Regions from separate parts of the Sus scrofa genome. Here regions 2, 3 and 4 are each linked to region 1. Evidence: chromatin contacts called from public Hi-C and HiChIP or PLAC-seq data. All regions are on one chromosome and are shown on one strand. Each heading gives the region's core, a stretch centred on a gene start, on an enhancer-like site or on the middle of the called end of the contact. The rest is flanking DNA. Distances are from core to core; before and after follow the strand shown.

Region 1 (3,546 bases), core at 488-2,987:
GGATGCGGGTTCAATCCCTGGCCTCGCTCAGTGGGTTAAGGATCCGGCGTTGCCTTGAGCTGTGGTGTAGTTCGCAAACACGGCTCAGATCTAGCATTGCTGTGACTGTGGTGTAGGCCAACAGCTATAGCTCCGATGCAGCCCCTAGCCTGAGAACCTGCATATGCTGTGGGTGTGGCCCTAAAAAGCAAAATAAATAAATAAATAAATACACACTGCTGAGCTCTGAGGCACAAGAATCATTTAAGCGTTTTTCCTCCTCTTTGGGAACTCGCAGTAAACAATGAAAGAGAAGTATACACAAATAATCACAGTCATTCAGTAAGTATTGTCACTGGAATTTAAATGTGCTTTGGAACCAGAGAGGAAGAAGCAGTTCCTTCTTCCTCTGACCTAAAAGTCACAATCCTGTCAGAGGTAGCCTGCTAGAAATTTGCTCCAATCCTGTTACTCTCATCCTTTAAAACTGCCCATGGTTCCCTGAGACCACAAGATAAATTCCACACTTCTTAATGATGGCCTAAAGAGTCTTCATAAACTGGTCCCTCACTTCCCTCTCATTCCTATTTCAGAGTGCAAGGCCCAAACCCTGGCATTTCTTGCAAAGTCACTTGCTTCCCAACATCTTAGTTTCCTCATCTGAAAAACAAGCACAATTCAAATATCTGCTCCACAGGAATGCAATGAAGGTTAAAGGATGTGGATGGTGCATGGCATGTGGAGACCAAGGCTGAGTCATTATCAATTCCTTAAGCAAAACAGCAATTGCTGTCTCACCTGACCTGCCTTCCAGCCATAACATTGATAGGTTACACAAGCACCATTCTGCCTTCCTGACTTTCTTCCACAAAGACTTGCCACAACTTAGTCTCTTCCCCTCCAATGTTCTCATTCTACTGTGAGCACATTTGTCCAATAATCTTATTAACGTATTGTTATGGCTTGCATGCTTATTTCTTCAACCAGAAACTGAATTCCTGCTCTGCTTGTGCGTGCACGCGCATGTAAATGAGGGGGTGAAGGAAGACATTCAATCCTGGAAACTGAATCCTCTCATTTAAAAAAAAAAACCTCACGTTAGACGGTCAATGGAAACTGTGAATTAACAATAAGATATATTTCTTGAGCCCTTATTAGGCGCCATTGTAAACCCAGTTTACAGATTAAGAATAATGAGGCACTTAATTGAATCACTTGAGCAAATTCTAACAACTAGCACACGGTGGAGTCCGCGCATTCGAAACCAGGAATCTGACTGCAGATCCCATGCTATTAAATACCTCTTCTTCAACGTCACCTGAAGATAGGCAGAACACTAAACGTCCTTTAATGACGAGCTCCCCTACCTAGACCTCAAACTACCTGCAATTGCGAAGATGGATGGACATCAAGAAGCGAAATCATCATCCCAGAACCCCCTAAAAGAGCTGCTCCCAACAAGGTGCAGCTTCCCAGCATCGCTCACAAAAGAAGGCCGGACGCCTTCACATACGCGGCGGGTCTCAAGTTAAGATCCCTAAGGACCTAAGGGGGCGTGCCCTGTAGCCAAGAGTGACTCTCTGCTCCCCTAATAGGAACACCAGGGGTACAGAAAGCGAGCAGAAAATAATGACCGCACCCCACTTCCCCGAACCGCCCGCCACATGAAACTTTCCAGTACCGGGTCTGCAGCATCCAACTTTCAAAGTTTCCCCTACCCCTCACACAGTTCCCGGTGGAAAGTGACGCGAAGCAACAACCGAAATGCTGGTTGGGCCATCCGCCTGCCAAGCATCCAATCAAAGGTAGGCACAGGCCCAGGTCGACTCCGCTGCTTGCTGGGAATTGTAGTTCTATGAAATAAATCTACGAATCCCAATTTCCCAATACAGTGGTTATCAAAATCCGGTGGAGAGAGAGTTCCCTTGTGATGCAGAGGGATTAAGGATCCAGCATTGTCACTGCAGCGGCTCTAGTGGTTACTGTGGCGAGGATTCCATCCCTGGCCCAGGAACTTCCACCGTTGGGGGGCGGGGGGGGTGCGCGGAATCCAGTAGAGGGAACATCAGATCAGTAAGAAGAGTATGAAGACTGGAATTTTTCTTTTATTTCTTTTGTCACTACATATAAAAATTTGCATAATGGATCAAAGAGACGTTATTTTTCTGGGCGTAGATGAGAATCCTCCAATCATAGAAGAGATTTTGCAAAAGAGCCTTTGATTTGTTTCGGTTTACTTTTCCACCACTCTTTGGTGGTGAAATAGTTTGGAAAATGCTGAATGAAAATGCTCAAACCAAAAGCACGTAATGGGGAAATGTAAGAGTCTATAGTTGAAGAAAAACGTGAAGGAAACCAAATCAAAGGTTCAATGTAAAAGCAACTGTAATTAGGAAATCGTTACTTTTTAAGAGTCAGTTTCAGATTATTGTATTTGAGAGAGGCTTTTGCTCACTCTTTGCTCTCATCTCCTTTGTGCATACCTCTATCTTATAATTTAGCCCACTGCATCCTAATTATTGACCTGCACCCCTCACTAAACTTGTGAGCGCCTTGAGGACAGGGACCGCATCTTATTCAGCTTCTAAAGTAGGGCCAGGCACACATATCAATTAACAGTTGTCGGGTAAATGAGCAAATGAATGAAGTTAGGCAGAAGAAAATGGGAATTCAAAACGTAGGGTTCTGGGATTATAAGAGGGCCCAAGTGTTTGTTGCAATAATGGAGAAGGACTGGTTTCCCTGCTCTGAGTATCCCCAGGGCGTGGCAAAGCACTATCACAGGTTGGCGCTCAGTAAACGCTGAGTTCAAACTAGAAAGAAAAGAGAAGGAAAAAAAATCAAGGCATACAGCTATTCCTAACACTTGCTCCACCGAATGCAGAATGGAACCTGTCAAGCGGAATAGCTGTCAAAACTGTGAGGGATGGTCCTGAGCCAGGTGATAACCTCTTTCCTAGCTACCTAGCTTTCGCTAGTCGCTAGAGGTGGTGTCACGTGACCAAAACAAATATGGCGCTTTATTTGCATCTTTTCCCTCCATTGACCAATACGAGTAGGCAGTAGGCGTTGTCCTCGTCATTCCCGCCCCTCCCTTAACCTCCCGAACTGGATTTGTCACCTGACTCGGCTCAAACATGGCTGCGCTGGAAACTCTACTGCTTTGGGCGCTGGGAGCAGGTGAGTGTAAAGCGCCCCAGAGAAGGCGGGGCCCTCTCCACGACCCCTAGAGAGAGCGTCCCTGCGCCCCAATCCCTTCCGCCCTCCAGTTCTGACACGTTCCTTTCCTGATTTTCAATCCTCTGCCTTTAAAGAGGGCTCAAACTAGGAAGCTTCCTGCCGAATTTCTCATCCTTAAAGAGAAGATCACCTGGGGATTTGGAGCCGGATTGGGCATAAAGTTCTGGAGGAAAGACGGAAATCGAGTTTGGGGTCTGCGCCGCGGGCTAATGTGACGATTAATGTGAATTCAGTATTGGATGCGCGTAGAGAGATGGGATCCACCCCTAGGGAAAAGGTGGAACTTTTCAAAAGGAGATAATAATATGTCAAATCATATTTACAAAG
Region 2 (3,546 bases), core at 349-2,848, 1.3 Mb before region 1:
GCAAGGCCGGGGATCAAACCTCATGGATACTGGTAGAGTTCATTTCCGCTGCACCACAACGGGAACTCCCTACGGAATCTTAGCATACTCTGGAGTTTACAAAGCAAGCAGAAAGAACATGGTCGATGTCTACATATTGACAAAGAAAGTGTTCCAAGACCCACTTTTAGGCATAAGAAGAATAGTTGTCGGATAGGTACAAAAGGTCACATTTGCAAAATATGCACTTGTAAAAAGTTTAACACAAAATCTTACATACTTATATACAAACACATGTCAACAGATGTAAGGAAAAAGAAATAGAAAACAAACAAACAAAAAAAACCACCCCAAATAGCAGTTTTTACTTGAGGGCAAGAGATGAAAGAAGAAAAGATGGAGATGGAAAGAGATGGGTCAAAAAAGATCTATTTTGTTTACATTTTTGACGCGATTGTATGCACTGATTACAATTTAAATAAATATAAAAGAACACTTTAAAAAAAAAAAAAGCTCAACCTGACGAAAACGAATAATTCCTTCTCCCTATTAAACCTCTTTTCTCTTGCACTTCATAACTTTGATATTAACAAAACCTTTCAGTACAGTTCCTTCTATCTTTATAAAGATAGAACTAAAAAAACAGTATAAAGTGTTTTCAAGGAGTGAATATCTAAGTGAGGTTGTGTTCATTCGTGTATCAAAAGCTTATAAAGGTTTGGTGTTTCTATTTCAACAAGCAGGTATCAATTTTGTAATAAATAATCATTAAGGGTTTAGTTTTCAACGATCCCAAGGATATGAAAAGAGAAAGAAGTGGCTCCGAGCAAGACCCAGAGAAGCGGGTGTGGTCTGGGGGAAAAGGGGTAATAACAATGGGGGCGGGGGTAGGTCCCCACGAACCAAGGGGACGGAACTGTAACAGTGGACGCCTGCAACATGCAGCGCCCAATAAGTTGCCACAAGCTGCGGGTGGTGCTTCCTTTTTTGCTAACTGGGTCAAGAAATAACGAAGGTTTAGCAGGTATCCCTAGAGAGAACAAAAAGGGGTCCGAAAAGGCAGCCCGGGGAAGGTCATGGGAGGCCACGTAAGGAGGTGAGAGTCCCCGCAGCGCACCAGGACCCTGAACCGCCCCCGCTGCGGGCGAGGAGGGAGCGGAGGCCGCGCCGGGGGGCGGGGAGAGGGGCAGGGCCAAGTCGCTTGGGGACAACGAGGTCCCCGCAATCAGTCGCCCCCGCACACGGTGATGTCGCCAGCTTTCACGAGCCCTCTCCTTAGTCTGCACAGGAATCCCCCTCCGCTGCTTGCACGAGCGTGGAGAAAGGCCTTGCCGGCCGCTAATTCTCACTTACCTGCGGCCCCGGACTCGACTGGAACACCTGCGGCACCTCACGCTGAAGCACTGGAACCTCTTTGGCCACCTGCATGCACCCACCCGGATCCACTAGGACCGAAACCACTTCCGGTCTTGTGACCGGCTAAGAGGACGTAACCCCAACTGGGGTGTACAATTGGGCGACGCCATCTTGTACGGAAGCAGCTGGGGCAGCTGTTGCCTCCCCAGTTTCTCCACTGCTGAACAAAGGGTCTGTTAAAATTGGAAAAGCTTAAAAATCTTTTCAGAAAAGTGGTGCTTTTGCGTTTGTTTCTGGGTAATATTTTAGTTTGAGTTTTGGTTTTAAGGAAGCCTCTGGAACCCTCACAAATGCAATATGGGATATGTAATTACTAATTACTAATTAGCGGTGTTTCTCTACCGCGTTTATTTTCCTCTTAACTGTTAAATGATGAAGGTAAATAGAAGAAACACTTGTTTAAATAATGTATTCCTCATTAGGAGTGCATTTTGTTACTATAGCCATTATGCCATGTTTTATAACGATAACCACAGTACCTTCTATTTCTATTTAAAATCTTTCATTCAACCAGTCTTTATCATCAACTTTTATATGTGAGGCAGCTAATGTATGCCACGTGCTGTTGCTTTATCATAGAATGTGTAAAATAGAAGGAGAAATGTAATGTGCTGCACAGAAAGGATGTAAGGTATAATAATAGCTGCCATTTGGTGATTATGTGCTTACAGTGTACTAGGAACTTTGCAAAACGTTTTACATATTTTATCTCTTTAATCCTCACAACCTCATGAGACAGTACTATTATTAGTGCCATTTTACATAAAATGGAGAAAGGTCAAATAAATTACTCAGGTAACAAGTAAGAATTGGAGTTGGAAATCAAACCTCAGTATGTCTAACTGCAAAGCTTGTTGCCCTCATCCTCTATATTGTTTTGCCTCCAGTACAGGAAAAAGGTTCTACATATTATTAGATTATTATCCATAAGGGAAAATATTTTGGGAGGTATAGAGAACCCCCTGCATTTCATCTGCTCCATCCTGAACACCTAAAAGACAAACAAAAAGGTAAACAGGAAATGCAAATTAAAACCACGGTGAGATACCATTATATACCACCGGAAAGGCTAAAATGAAACACAAAAAATACCAAGTATTGGCAAGACTGGAGCAACCAGTGCTGCTGCAGTGTACAGTCACTTTGTTAAGCTGTTTCACAGTATCGACTAAAGCTGAAAATATGCAAAGCTTTTTTTTTTTTTGGCTTTCTATGGCCTCACCCATGGCATATGGAGGTTCCCAGGCTAGGGGTAGAATCGGAGCTGTAGCTGCCAGCCTACACCACAGCCACAGCAACGCGGGATCGTTAACCCACTGAGCAAGGCCAAGGATCGAACCCGAACCTCATGGTAACTAGTTGGATTCGTTTCCGCTGTACCACAACAGGAACTCCTGAAAATATGCATGGCCTTTGAACTAACAAATTCACTCGTAGGTATATATCCATGGGAAATGTGTACATACATTCACTAAAAGGACACGCACAAAAAAATCTCGTACCTGTACTTAATAATAGCCCTAAATTAGAACTACCCAAATATCTGTTCTGTTAGAAGCCAATGTGTAGGAGTTCCTGCTATAGCACAATGGGGACTGAAGGTCTGATCCCTGGTCCAGCACAGTGGGTTAAAGGATCCAGCATTGCCGCAGATGTGGCATAGGTTGCAACTGTGGCTGGGGTATGATCCCTGGCTTGGGAACTCCATACACAATGGAGTGGCCAAAAAAAAAAAAAAAAAAAAAAAAAGAGTCAATGTGTAACAGAGCAGGACCTTATTTTTATTCTATTTTTTTATTTTTTGTCTTTTTGCCATTTCTTGGGCCGCTCCCGTGGCATATGGAGGTTCCCAGGATAGGGGTTGAATCGGAGCTGTAGCCACCGGCCTACACCACAGCCACAGCAAACGGGATCTGAGCCACATCTGTGACCTATACCATAGCTCACGGCAACACTGGATCCTTAACCCACTGAGCAAGGCCAGGGGTCGAACCTGCATCCTCATGGATACTAGTCCAGTTCATTAACCGCTGAGCCACGACGGAATGCCTCCAGTAGATTCTTTGGAGGAATTTGAATAGGTATTGAGTTTTGCATCTAGGTTTGCAAGAAGGAGAAAAAACAAAGGTTATGTGGGGGGCTTGCTGGAGG
Region 3 (3,546 bases), core at 492-2,991, 1.2 Mb before region 1:
CTGGCCCCGCTCAGCTCAGTGGGTTCAGGATCTGGTGTTGCTGAGAGCTATGGTGTAGGTCACAGAGGAGGCTCGGATCCCGTGCTGCTGTGGCTGTGGCGTAGGCCAGTGGATATTCCGATTCAACCCCTAGCCTGGGAACTTTCACATGCTGCCCCATATGGCCCTAAAAAACAAACACCCTCCCCTGTCTCTGCAATATTTAAGTGGCTACTCAGTTTCAGTATGTGCTAGCTCTGGATATAAATCCATGAGCAGAACAGGCATGGTCCCTGCTCTCAGAGAGCTTAACAGCAGAATGGCGGAACATACCTATATAATGATATGTTTAATTACATACAGACCATGACATTATGACATTGCTGTGAAGAAGAGACATTGGTTGCTAGGATGAAAAGACATTGATTATAATTTGGCTGGTATACCACTACTGATCTTTATGGTGCTGTTATAATGAATAAACACTACGAAGCATCCTGAAAATTAAAATTTTTAAGGGAAAGTATTACATATTTTCCTGTTTAGGGAAATATTCCATTAAAACCACACTTTCTGGAATTTAGGGAATTTCTGTGATGTTTGGCAACATTTGTTATAATGTTGATTTTTAAATCAAACATTTTACTTGCATTTTTGTTATGAGTATGATTCATCTTATCATTGTCCTTGTACAAAAAGTAGAAGTAGCTCATTTTGCTTGATGGGGGTCCTCTTCATGGCCCCTCTTTCACGGTGCGTATACCTGACTGTTCATGTGCTCTCTCTGACAGAGGATGCAATTCCTGCTAAATTGAAAGGGCAAAACTGACAACCGCCTATTCTAGTAGTCTATTACCGTTTAATGACAGAGGATAGCTTCTGGGAAAAATACACTGACAAGGGGATTTTTTACTGTACCTAGTAGAATTCCAAAGCACTTAACACCCAATCTCCTCACTAGGGGGGGAACGCGGAGGCTCCTGGCCTATTGACGTGCAGCTACTTCGGGCCTGGAATGCAGCTGCTGGTTAACAGCTGTTCAGCTTCTGAGCTCTACACTCAAGACCTTGAAGGGGAGCTCACCGCATCCAATTAAATAACATAAATTGCTATTTTTGAATAATGTGTCTTATGTCTTGCAGGTGAGCCTTCTCAACTCGGTTTTGGGCAATTTTCTTCTCAGTTCTTAAGAATTCCTTCCCCGCCCCCTCTCTTTCTCTGATACCACTTTATCATCTACCAGAGGGAACCCGGTTTAGCCTTTTTCACTGAATGGCTGGAGGAAGGGAAAATTATTAGAGAACTGAATAGGGGGAGGGGTAGTGTTAAAAATTTCTTTGGGGAACCCCAAGCAACCTTACCCCAAGAGTCCAGTCCTAACTCCTGGTTCCCTTCCCGTGGGCAGGGCTCGGGCGGCCCCAGGAAGAGGTGAACTGAGGGAGGACGATCGGAGCCTGTGCCCGCAGTCCTCCCTCCACCTCTCTGCCACCTCGGGCTGCATTTTCCGGACCGAAAAAAAGCGCGGGGAGCCGCACTCGCCCCGACGCTGGGCCTCCGGGAGGCGACGGACCGCCGGCCGCCTGGGGAGTAAGGCGAGCCCGCAGCCCCGTGGCCACTTTGATTGTTGCGCGCCTCCAACTTCACAGAGTGCAACGCTCAGGGGGTGCAGCCGGGCCTCCGCCCTGCGCGACTCGGGTCCTCGCGCCGGGAGGAGCTGCGGCGCGGGGACAGCCGAGCCGCCGCCCGCCGCCTCGAGGCCAGCAGCCCGCGTCCTTCCCGCCTGGAGCCCGCGGCGGGGGAGGGGCCGCTGCCACCCGCATTCTCCCGGCCCCCGCGGCCGGCGGAAGGGCCGCGCGCATCGCGGAAGCGCGGCCGCAGCTGAGGATCAGCTGCTGGAGGGGGCGGAGAAGGAGAAGGAGGAGCCTAGGAGGGGGAAGGGGAGGGAGGGGACCGTCAGGAAGCCGCGAACGCCACCGAGTGTCTGCACACCTCGCTCCGTCTGCTATGGCTGGTTAAAGAACCATCCGGATCGCAGCGCGGGGGGAGGGCCGGGTGGGGGGAGAGCGGCGGCCGCGCGTGAGGCCGAGGGAGGGGCGGCGGCGCGAGCGGCGGCGGCGGCGGTTCCAGCATGAAGAGGAGAGCTGGCCTGGGGGGCAGCATGAGGTCAGTGGTGGGCTTCTTGTCCCAGCGGGGCTTGCATGGGGACCCCCTGCTCACTCAGGACTTTCAGAGGAGACGCCTGCGAGGCTGCAGAAACCTCTACAAGAAGGACCTCCTCGGCCACTTCGGCTGTGTCAATGCCATTGAATTCTCCAACAATGGAGGCCAGTGGCTGGTCTCAGGTAAATCAACCCCCTTCCCCTCCCTGCGGCCCCCTTCCAACCTCCCTTTTCCGCTCTCCCTCGCTACCCTCCTCCTGCCCTCCGTCCCCACCCCCTCCCTCCTCAACCCCCCCCCTTTTCGGCGGTGGGAAGGTTGGGTGTCAGATTAAACCTTGGCACGGGGAGAGAGGGAGGGAGGGGAAGGAGAGGATGTCTTCTATAAAATAAAAGACCTAAAATGGTTGACAGGTCCTTAATTCGCCTTATCCCAAGTGTAAAGTGCTCTCTCCTGGTGACTGCCCTGAAAGTGTGGGTCGGGGAGGGGGGCGAGGTTACTGCTTGACAAAGTTTGATGGGAAACTCTTCCTCCGTGTACTTTAAAAGGTGCGGGGGGCATTTGGACGATTTAGAGGGGAGGAGGCCGAGGCGCCGGAGGCGGCGGGGGGGGGGAAGCTCGAGCCTCTGTCGCCGGCGTCCGGGCAAGGGGCCTTGGGTCCGGGCGGTGACAGGGCCGGCCGCTGGAGGGGTGAGTGGAGGGGAGGTGACGGGCCCCTCAGGGGCCCGGCTCCATCTCCTCGGGGTCTGGGGTGGCCTCTTCCGTGTCGTGTTTTTCTTATGATTCGGGAGTGCCGAGGGCTCTGGAGGCCAAGGGGCCACTGGTCTGAACTTAAATGCGCAACTTGTGAGCCAGGGGTGGGGGGTGGGAGACCCCGGGAGACTTGTTGGCGGGAGCCCGGCTCCTGCACCCCCTTTCCCGCGCCTGCCGTTGCAGGTGGTCTCCGCACCTCCTCCCTCCCGCCTAGCTGGCCTTGGTTGCCCCCGGGCTCCCCCTCCGGTGTGGGGAAAGTGGCGAAATCGAGGCCGGGGCTCCGGCCGAGCGGTGTAGGCCTCGCTCTCCCGGGGCGCCTAGCGACAGGCAGCTGAATCGATAGCCTATTGCTCCCGGGGAGGCCGGGGCCGAGCGGGTGGCGGCGACAGCTGCCCCGGGGGAGGTGCGCCTGCCGCCCGTGGGGGCGCTCGCTGCTGCCGCGCTCCTCCCAGGGGTCGTGGGCCCAGGGCGGGCGAATGGGGATGGGGTACGCTGGAGCCGGGGGCGGCCCCCCCGAAAGCCGGCTCAGGGGCGGAGGGCGAAGACGGCTGAGCTGGCGTTCGCGCTCGCTTTCTGCCCTCCCTACTCCGTCCCTTTTCCTACATCGAGAGGGAGGAAACGAGAGCCTAGCACTGGACGTGGCGCTTCGCTTCACCC
Region 4 (3,546 bases), core at 549-3,048, 1.1 Mb before region 1:
GGGTTGAAAGCGCATCCTCTGTAGCCCTACAGTCCTCTGGCTGAGGGATTACATATCTCTTTGCAGTGTATTTTTATTTTTGTGTCTGTCTCTGCTGGGCTGCATGGGGGCAGGGAGTGTGTCTTTTTCCTTTCTATATACATAACATCTAGCACGTCCCCTGACACACGGATGGTGCTCAGCACATATTTATTTAGCGAATGAATGGATACAGCACCATCATTACCCTCTATGTCAGGCTTTGAGCCACAGTTTAGAAGTGGGTATAAAATCGTCCATAAATCTGCTGTCTCCGTGGCTTGGGTGCAGTGCTTCCTCAGCCAGGGACTTGTGGCAGGCACAGCGCTGAACGGTGACACTTGCATAAACATGCAAGGTTGACTAATGGTGGGGGAGCCACAGCAGCACCCATGTCTGCTTACAACAGCACTGGTGGCTCTCCTGAGAGGCACGGGCACTTTCTCCACCTTTCCAATCTGTGGCCTTTCAAGTATCTCAATTCACGGCCCTTTCTAGCTCCTTTACTCACCTTTGGACTGACATACTTTCATTTTTGCAGTAGACTCAGCCATCCTGCGGGGCCATAGATGAAGTACTACCATGTGCATAAGCTATTGGAGATCTTCTTGCTACTGTTCTACAGTCCCGGACTTCTCAGAGGAGCCCACCAGGGTGTGAGGCCTGCCTCTTCCTGGTGTCTGTCACTGCTGGAGCCGGCTGTGTAGATCTTCTTCTCACTAGGCCTGAGGAAGGAAGCTCAGGCAGGCACCAGTCAATGAGACCTGTTTCACCAATGCTGCCCTCCTTCCTCCTCCAATAACAATAAGGCTTTGTTTGTCAGGTATAAGGTTACAGGGTTGGCCTGTGGAGTCCTGAGAACTCCATAAATCCCTGGTAAAGCTCAACTCTTTGAACCTCAGTTTCCCCATCTGTCAGGGATGTGGGTTGAGGATGTCCGGAGTAGGCAGAACACTCAGAGTTGCGAAGATGCAGCCCAGGCGTGTCTATGAGGGTAGCTCGGGCTGTGCCAGCCAGCGGGGACCCTTAGGGGATTCCCGGGAACCTGTGCGACGTAGCTGCCACCGGGGAAGCCCCGGCGCAGAGCGGTCCCTGAGCCTAAGGGCGGGCCGCAAAGGACCCCGCCGTGAGGCGGCAAAACTGCGGGGCCTCCGAGGGCCGTCGGCCGGCCAGAAACCCGGCCCTGGGAGGGCAGGGGTCTACTGGATCCCACCGGGTGGGGCGGGGCCGGGTGGCAGAATCAGGAAATTCCCAGGAAATTCCTTTCCATTCCGGCATTCCCCGCCCCCCTTCCCTGGGTGCCGACCTCTCTGGACCCTGAGAAAGAGAAAATGAAATGCTTTTCGGGTTTCCCCGCGTCCCTTCTCCAGCCCCTGGCCTTCTGGGGTTTGGAGCGCGCGTGGGAGCGCAGGACACCAGCGCGCCGGAGTTCCGGGCCTTCCCGCGGGTGAGGAGCGTGTTCAATCCTCCTGCGGTTCCTGGGGCTCCCGCTCGGTCCCCGAGCTCCGGGAGGCGTCCCCCCCCGGCAGCGGTCCCGTTCAGCTTAAGCTGGTGTCACATGAGCCGCGGGGGAGTGGGAACCCGGGGAGTGGGCGGGGGCGTGCGCGCCGGGAGGGGGCCGCCCAGTCCACCTATATGCGCCGGGCCCTGCTGACGGATGCCAGGAATTCCCAATGAGAGGCGATGGGGGGAAGTTTGGGCAACTCGGCCTGGCCAATGGAGAACCTCGGGAGGGCTCTGCCCCTTCCCCTCGCCCCCGCCCGCCTTGGCTCCCGCAGCGAGAGTGTGTCCGCCTCGCTCAGTGTGCGTGGAGATTAGGTCCGAGCGCCGGAGCGAGGCAGCCAGTCCGCGAGCTCGAGCCGCCGGCGCCGCTCCCAGCAGCAGCCTTTGCGAGCAGCGCAGCGGCGGAACTGGGCGCAGGGGAGCTAGCTCGGCCCCGCCAGCCCAGCCCAGCCCAGCCCAACTACCTCCCCACGCGGGGCAGCAGCCGCAGCAGCCGCCGCCGGGAGAGAAGGTGGAGGAAGAAATCCAGCCCCTAGCACGCGCGCACCACCATGGACCATTATGATTCCCAGCAAACCAACGACTACATGCAGCCCGAAGAGGACTGGGATCGAGATCTGCTCCTGGACCCAGCCTGGGAGAAGCAGCAGAGAAAGGTCAGCAACCACCCTGGCCCCCCGCAGCTCCCCGCCCCCCGCCCCGGGCACCTCTGTCTGCCGGGCTCGCACCCGGCTGCGAACCAGTTCCAGGCGCGCTCGAGCGGGGGCGGGGGATGAGCGGCTGCAGTGAGGAAGGGTATTGGGTTACAGGCGCGGGGCGGAAGGGGGAGCGCCCGGGCTCCAGAGCCCGCGAACGCCGAGGCCGAGCGCGGGGAGGTGGGGTTGCCGGCGGGCAGGTCGCCTTTGGGCGAGTGAACCAGGCCACCCCGCTGCAGCCGCACCAGCCCTGCGTGGGCAGGTCGCTGGGGCGGTGCTCGGGAGGCTGGGGGCTAAGCCCCCGGCTGGCTGCTAGCTCCGGATCGATTTTCCCTTCCCTTCTCCGCCCCTGACCGCCTTTCCATATGGCGTGCGGTGGCAGCGTGGTTCCTGGGCCGCTCTGGGCTTGGTACCCGGAGGGGACAAGCTGCACGGGTTCTCCCAGCCCCAGCCCCCAGGCCGAGGAGAGAGCGGGCACTGGAGGGATTGGCAGCCTCCTCCGGGGCTGCCTGGAGGTGGACCTGCTGGAGTGGGGTTGCGGCCGAGAGAACCCGGGGCGACGCGAGCTCCCCAGCAGGCCCTGTGGGGGCGGGGTCCGGACGGCAAACCGTTTTATTGCTTAACTCCGTGGTTGGTAGCTGCGAGCGGAGATGGGCTTGCGTCTGCCTTCTGCCGCTCCGACCCCCGCTCATTCCTGGGAGAAGGAGAATTTGGGCAACTTGATCCGAGTTGAGGGGCTCCAGGGCAAGGCATTGTCTCCGGGGATATTTGGGGTTAGTCATTAAGGCTCCATGCTTAAGCCACCGAGGCGAGTCCCAGGCGCCGGGTGCGCGCTCCGCCACGGGCCTGGGCTCGGAGCTGGCACTGGGACTCGGGCACAGTGGCCGGTGGCAGGAAGAGGTCAGAAACCACTCTTGTTGGGGGAGGGCGCCCCAATCCTGCCTCTGCTTCCTGCCTGCGCGGTGAGCTCTTGCCCCAGGCGGCCACGTACCCTGAACACCCCCTCTCCCCCTCCTCCCCCGCTGCCCGCTCCCATCCGGTCCCTCCTTACCCCGCCCCCCTCCACCCTTCTGCTGATCTGGGAATGGGGGTGGGGGGGGACAGGATGGCGCGTCCCTCTGGATAGTGCGGTTAGGGCTGGGCTTGAGGGAGAACGCTCATGTCCAAAAATGGTAACATTCATTCCCCTTTTTAAACTTAAAAGGGGGGGAGTTTAGGGAGCCGACTGAAGTTTTTTTTTCAGCCAAAGGCATCCTGTATTAGCTCACTCAGGAATCCTAAGTCCTGAAACAGCGCCCTTTTACTCACTTCATCAGACAAGCAGAGGTAA

Evidence for each region. Hi-C and Micro-C count contacts between places; a contact is called where the count stands out from the background. HiChIP or PLAC-seq counts read pairs in DNA pulled down with a chosen protein or histone mark.
Region 2: a contact with region 1 is called in a Hi-C map of liver, with 6 times the contacts expected there. The contact joins the promoter of EXD2 here to the promoter of RAD51B in region 1. A contact is called at or near these places in 2 of 47 Hi-C or Micro-C datasets (heart right ventricle and liver).
Region 3: an H3K27ac HiChIP or PLAC-seq map of alveolar macrophages shows a contact between it and region 1. The contact joins the promoter of DCAF5 here to the promoter of RAD51B in region 1. A contact is called at or near these places in 2 of 5 promoter capture datasets (fetal liver and liver), 1 of 47 Hi-C or Micro-C datasets (heart right ventricle) and 1 of 2 datasets of contacts at active chromatin or transcription factors (alveolar macrophages).
Region 4: a contact with region 1 is called in an H3K27ac HiChIP or PLAC-seq map of alveolar macrophages. The contact joins the promoter of ACTN1 here to the promoter of RAD51B in region 1. A contact is called at or near these places in 1 of 5 promoter capture datasets (liver), 1 of 47 Hi-C or Micro-C datasets (heart right ventricle) and 1 of 2 datasets of contacts at active chromatin or transcription factors (alveolar macrophages).

Annotation. Positions count from the first base shown.
Region 1 is chr7:91,590,604-91,594,149 of Sscrofa11.1, reverse strand. It overlaps RAD51B (DNA repair protein RAD51 homolog 2), which reads right to left and starts at 1,737. Exons shown (of 12, transcript XM_021099935.1): 1 at 1,661-1,737.
Region 2 is chr7:92,846,010-92,849,555 of Sscrofa11.1, reverse strand. It overlaps EXD2 (exonuclease 3'-5' domain-containing protein 2), which reads right to left and starts at 1,598. Exons shown (of 8, transcript XM_005666327.3): 1 at 1,333-1,598. The coding sequence starts at 1,407.
Region 3 is chr7:92,811,492-92,815,037 of Sscrofa11.1, reverse strand. It overlaps DCAF5 (DDB1- and CUL4-associated factor 5), which reads left to right and starts at 1,741. Exons shown (of 9, transcript XM_021099398.1): 1 at 1,741-2,321. The coding sequence starts at 2,108.
Region 4 is chr7:92,643,094-92,646,639 of Sscrofa11.1, reverse strand. ACTN1 (actinin, alpha 1) reads left to right here and starts at 1,798. Exons shown (of 21, transcript NM_001243061.1): 1 at 1,798-2,177. The coding sequence starts at 2,073.